2 separate regions of the Macaca mulatta genome follow, and region 1 is linked to region 2. Evidence: chromatin contacts called from public Hi-C data. All regions are on one chromosome and are shown on one strand. Each heading gives the region's core, a stretch centred on a gene start, on an enhancer-like site or on the middle of the called end of the contact. The rest is flanking DNA. Distances are from core to core; before and after follow the strand shown.

Region 1 (2,700 bases), core at 89-2,588, 260 kb after region 2:
GCCTCAGCTGAGCTCAGGGCTTGGGGGCAGCCCTCTCTCCTCCCCTCCCACTGAAGCTCTGAAAAAAAGCAGGCTTTCCCCCTTGGGGGATGGGAGCAGTAGAGTTCAAAATAAGAAGTGTTGGGGGAAAAATCCTCCCGCTTCCAAGCACAGCTCACATGGCAAAGCCGGGCCTGCTCCCTCCTCAGAATTGCGGCTGCGGATGCAATGACTTAGCCGGGATAACGCCGATCCCACGTTTTCCGAAACCTGGCACCTAAGCATCTAACATGGAAAGGCCGACTCCCTAAAATCAGTGCAAGAAAAATTATAACAAGTTAGATCTGGAGGGACCTCGGAGATCATCTACACCCTAGATTTAAAGTTGAGAAAGCCGCGGGCAGCAAACAAGTTCACACAGTTGCTGGTGGCAGAGTAGAGACCACAGACCAAGTTGCGTGAGTCTAAACTCAATGTTCTTTCCCCTTAAACTGCCACCCGCACACACACACGTACACACGTACACACGTACACCTTTTTGGAGGCACCGCACAGCAAGCACAGAAGTACGCCACTGAGTCCTGTGTCCCTAAAGTATTTGACTGTCACCTCCGCTGGGGGAAAGGGCACGCAGAAAACAAGACTCCGTGTGCTGTCGCTGTGCCGCCCCCTGCCTTTCTGACCCGCGCCCGCAGAGAAAGTCTCAGAAGCCGCCCCAGGCTTTCTCCCACGTTCTCCCTTTCTCTGTTTCAGTTGAGTTTCCAGAGCGTGAGCGCCCAGGATGACACCTGGCTGGCTGAGAGCTGCCTGGGAGGCGCTGGCGGGTGCCGAGAGCGCACCGGCCCTGACGCGGGGTGCGGCACGGCTGGGAAGCCTCCCGGCCTTTGGCTCAGCGCGCCGGGGGACGGCCCAGGGGGGCGACGCGCATCCACCACTTGGCCCGCGCTCTCCCAGCCTCCGGCGGCTCACAGCGGGCTCGGCTGGGGATCCAAATGGCGGGGTGTCGGCCCTGAGAGAAGGGGGCGCGGAGGGAAGAGGGTTGCGCCTTAGCCTCGGCTCGGCCCCAACGCCCTCTCCCTGGCGCGCAGGTTTAGAAACAGGGCGGCCTTGCTCGGCAGCCGACTCGGCTGCTCGGGTCCCCATATATAGTCATATACACCGTCAACTGGGAGGCCGGCGGCCGGCAGCGAATGGGCGAGCAGCCCCCGCGGGAGGAGCGGGGAGGGGGCACGGGGCGGAGGGAGGAGAGGAGGAAGGGGGGCAGGAGAAAAAAGCTTTTCCAAAAAAGTATTGGCTGTCTTGAGGAATGCGGTCGCCCCCTTGGGAAAGTACATATCTGGGAGCAGCAGGCGGCTCCGCGCTCGCACTCCCGCTCCTCCGCCCGATCGCGCGCTCGCCCCGCCGCTCCTGCCGCAGCCCCAGGGCCCCTCGCAGCCGCCACCATGGACGCCATCAAGAAGAAGATGCAGATGCTGAAGCTCGACAAGGAGAACGCCTTGGATCGAGCTGAGCAGGCGGAGGCCGACAAGAAGGCGGCGGAAGACAGGAGCAAGCAGGTCTGCGCCTCCCCGGCCCTGAACCCGCGCCCCGAGTGCGGGGACCCGAGCCTGGCACCCCCGGCTGGATCCCCACCCCGAGGACTCGGGGAGATACCACCCTACCCCCACCACCACCCAGGGCGGCCAGGGCGCGCGTCTGGAAAGAAGGAAGGGAAATGCAAAAGCCAGGCTTAGTCTAACTTTGTAGTCTGATCTGAGGACGCTTATTTCCCTTCTCTGGTTCCCATGACCCGCGAAGTCAAGTCCTAGAGGCGCTTTATTCTCAGGACTGGGAATCAGTTTGGGGCAGGGAGGAGGACACCCGGTTCCTGGGGACGTTTGAAGGAAGGGCGCGGGATGGAGAAAGGGTGTCGAGTAATTCAAGTGTTATAAGTTATTTGACTTTTGACTGGGGAGAAAGGAACGTTAAACTTGGGGAGGAAAGGGGAGTCGTGGAGTTGTTACCAAAGAACAAAGATGGGACGGAATGGAGGCTACAGCCCGAAAGCCAGGCCAGCAGTGGCGTTCTTCTGTGTCCCCAAGTAGTGGACTTGAGCCCGCTGAGACCTCGGCAGAAGTCTCCTCCCAGGGCAGGTGGGTGTGCGGGGTGAGCCCTGGAGCGGTTCCAGCTCGGGTAAAGAGAAAGTTACCTTGGGTCCCTTGCACTCCATCTCGGCGGCGGTGCCCCGAGCCCCAGGGGCCCCAGTCAACCCGATGCCCGTGTGTTGTGTGTGTCTAACACCCGGTCCGTGCCGGCCGCCCGCGCCCGCCCGCCGCTGCCCCCAGCTCGAGGAGGACATCGCGGCCAAGGAGAAGTTGCTGCGGGTGTCGGAGGACGAGCGGGACCGGGTGCTGGAGGAGCTGCACAAGGCGGAGGACAGCCTCCTGGCCGCCGAGGAGGCCGCCGCCAAGGTACCCGGGGCGCGCGGCACAGCGTGGCGCACGAATGGCTAACTCTTTCTCTTTCTCTCTCTCTCTCTCCCTGTCTTTCCCTCTGTCTCTCCCGCTGTCCCTGTCCTTCTGGTTCTGTGCACCCACACCCCTCCCCTTCGGGATCACGCTGCCTGCTGCACCCCCCTCCCTCCCCGTACCCCCTGGCCAAATCCCAGCTGGAAGATGAGCTGGTGTCACTGCAAAAGAAACTCAAGGGCACCGAAGATGAACTGGACAAATACTCTGAGGC
Region 2 (2,700 bases), core at 3-2,502:
GCCTCCCGCTCCTCTCAGGCAAGGCTGGGAGCCTCTCCTTGACATGTACCCCGAATGCCTTATGTGCCCTTCTGTTGAAGTCCTTATTGCACAAGTTGGGCAATTGAGTTGACACTGGGCGAAAGAATCTCGGAGGCCCGCTCTGTTTTTCAAAGTTCCTAATTCTCATAAATACAGTCTACACTTCACCAGGCTTCTTATGACCTTTGGATTCTTTTCCTCTCCTCTGTAGCTGGATGAAGGCACTCCTCCAGAACCAAAGGGAACATTTGTCGACTATCAGACAACTGTGGTTAAATACTCCAAAGCCATTGCGGTGACAGCTCAGGAAATGGTAAGAGGGGAGAGAACTGCCCTCCCCACTGTTAGTTGCCTTTTTATCCACTGCCGCCGCTGAGCCTGCAAATCCCAGATCTGTGTCGGAGAGAGAGCCCAGACCACTCTCTAGTCCCTCAGGGGCTCCAGCTTCTGTCCTTTATCTGTGGTCTTTCTGGCTGCCTGTGTCTGGTAGCCCCAGTCTGCTGTAGTTCTTATCTCATGAAAAAGCTGCAAGAGGGAATTAAAGGTGGCTGAGACTTGGGCATGAGGACAGAGGAGCAAAGGAAGGAGAGAAAATGAGAAGACGGGGAAAACAAGGAATTTGTAGTTAAGGAGAAAGGGGAAGAATCCTATTCACCTCACAAAGGACTGGAGGTGTTTTTAGTAGATTAAAATAACAGTGCAAGAGAAGATATTTCGGGATAAAATAGAACAGAGATGAGATTATTTGATGAAATCAAGTTATAATACTTGGACAATAAGGTATTGCCATCTTTCAGGCAAAATGAAACAGTATGGTTATGTAAAAAGAAAAAAAAAAATTCCTGACAGTAGAAGGCATACGACTTTTGGAGGTAATGTTTGGTTTGGGCTTTTTTTTTTTTTTTTTTTTTGGCTAAAATGTAATGCAGCCAGAACTGTAATATATAGATCCTTAGATACAAATGGCATTGAGAGAAAGTGAATGCTCTCTGATATGTTAAGCAGTTATAAGAAAGATGACAAATGTGGTTCCCAAAGAATTGATAGGAGTCCATAGAAAAAGTTTCTCTCAACTCTTGAAAGCTCAGATGCCATAAGATAAAATTTCTTGTCCTTCTCGGGGGAAACATGCCTCTTTGATACTTGCCACAGAAGCCTGGGTTGAGAAATCAATGGGCCTTCCTCGCTGGAGTGACCAGAATGAGCCACCACGTGGTTGCTGTGCCCAGATCCCCTCTGAGTGGTTTTGTCATGTAATCGTGTGTCCACTAGAGGTTGAGCTTGGACCACAAAGTCGTCCCTGGCTGCTGCCATTCATTCATGGAAACTCTGTGGTTGTGCCAGGCTTGTTTAAAAGAATTCAGGCTGGAGAATGGTACACCCATCTCAGTGTTCTGTGAAAAGCTGGAGCTGAGCCCAGTCTTGTCCTTCTCGGGAGCGTGGGGGATGGATCCTAGGTCCGAGCCAGCAGCCCTTCAGCGCAGATTCCTGATGAGCAGGAAGCACAGCGCAGCAGCGGTAAAAACATGTTTGAGCAGCCTCATGGTGTTTCTGGAATGTCTCCAGAACCAGGTCCTGGGCTGCCCTGGCCTGACCCTGGGTGTCCATGAGCTTAAGGAGCTGAGCTTCAGGCTGCGTGGTCACTCCTGAGATAACTGGCCTGGCTCCTTGTGTGAAAGAGGCCCTCCTCACCCCGTAAGGAGTGACCCAGTGCACCTGTTGGCAGGTCGCAGTGGAGCAGTGCGTGGCACCACTCACTCTCGTGCAGCTCAGTGTGCGTTCCTTGGAGGCCACATCTCAGCTGAAGGCTGGGACGTGTCCTTGTACACATGCCTTAGATGGGGTGGACATTCCTGTCCTGCCTTGATGGATGGAGAGTCATTCAAAAGGTATTTTAAAAGGCTGTTTAAAATCAAGGTCTTAAAAGACCACAAATAAAGAGACAGTATTGTTATCCAGAGCAAGAGGAGGTGGAACAGGAGGGGAGCCCCGTGATGAGGGACAAGTTGACACCCTTCTGGGTGGTAGATTAAAACTGCTTTTGTGAGAATTTAAAGGTATTTTTGTCCAGAGGAAGAAGAAACACTAGAAACTAGCATGCCAGCTACCTTAGATAATTGAGATGCATCAGTCTATGAAACAGAGAAAAATCCCGAGTATCTTCATAATAAAGGCAGAACTTGACCATGTGGGCTACACACTACTCTTAACTAAATTTGTGGGTAAAACCTTGTGATTCCTTGGCACAAATTTACTGCAAAGCTGTATCCTCTATGAGTTTTTTTTCCTCTAAAACATTGGCTTATCCAGCACTTCTCATTCATGGTTTTCTTAACAGCCCTGTCCTCATGCCCTCTCTCGCCTGGGTGGGACCTGCTTCGGGGCATCCAGAGACCAGATCAGCCCCCTACAGAAGCCTGGGCCCAGGAGTGAGAAGCGAACAGGGCTTGTGCCTTCTGGGGGCTTCTAGGGGGAATTCCTCTGGTGACCCCCCAGAGCAGGGCTGGCGAGGAGCTGGCACACTCACCTGCCAGAGGGGGGACCCTGGGGGCTGGCTCCAAGCTGCACAGCCCCAACGCTGAGCATGTCCCCACTGGCCCGGTCAGAATCTGGCCTGAACAGGGCCCTGCGAGGGCTCTGGCCTTTTGTGTGCAGTGTAGCATGGGCTTGGCTTGAACT

What was found. A called contact is a pair of places that touch in the nucleus more often than the background predicts.
Region 1: a Hi-C map of fetal cortex germinal zone shows a contact between it and region 2, with 2.9 times the contacts expected there. The contact joins the promoter of TPM1 here to the enhancer-like site in region 2. A contact is called at or near these places in 4 of 14 Hi-C or Micro-C datasets (blood, fetal cortex germinal zone, fibroblasts and 1 more).

What each region holds. Positions count from the first base shown.
Region 1 is chr7:40,387,165-40,389,864 of T2T-MMU8v2.0, forward strand. It overlaps TPM1 (tropomyosin 1), which reads left to right and starts at 1,339. Exons shown (of 9, transcript XR_013395649.1): 1 at 1,339-1,535; 2 at 2,627-2,700.
Region 2 is chr7:40,122,834-40,125,533 of T2T-MMU8v2.0, forward strand. TLN2 (talin 2) reads left to right here. Exons shown (of 60, transcript XM_077939530.1): 45 at 233-334. Among named protein-coding and RNA genes, the nearest start is that of MIR190A, 43 kb to the right of the region's middle. Within about 2 kb of position 1,253, at least 13 of the 40 cell types and tissues checked have an H3K27ac peak or open chromatin away from gene starts, as enhancers often do. A contact at or near this core is called in fetal cortex germinal zone, where this site is marked.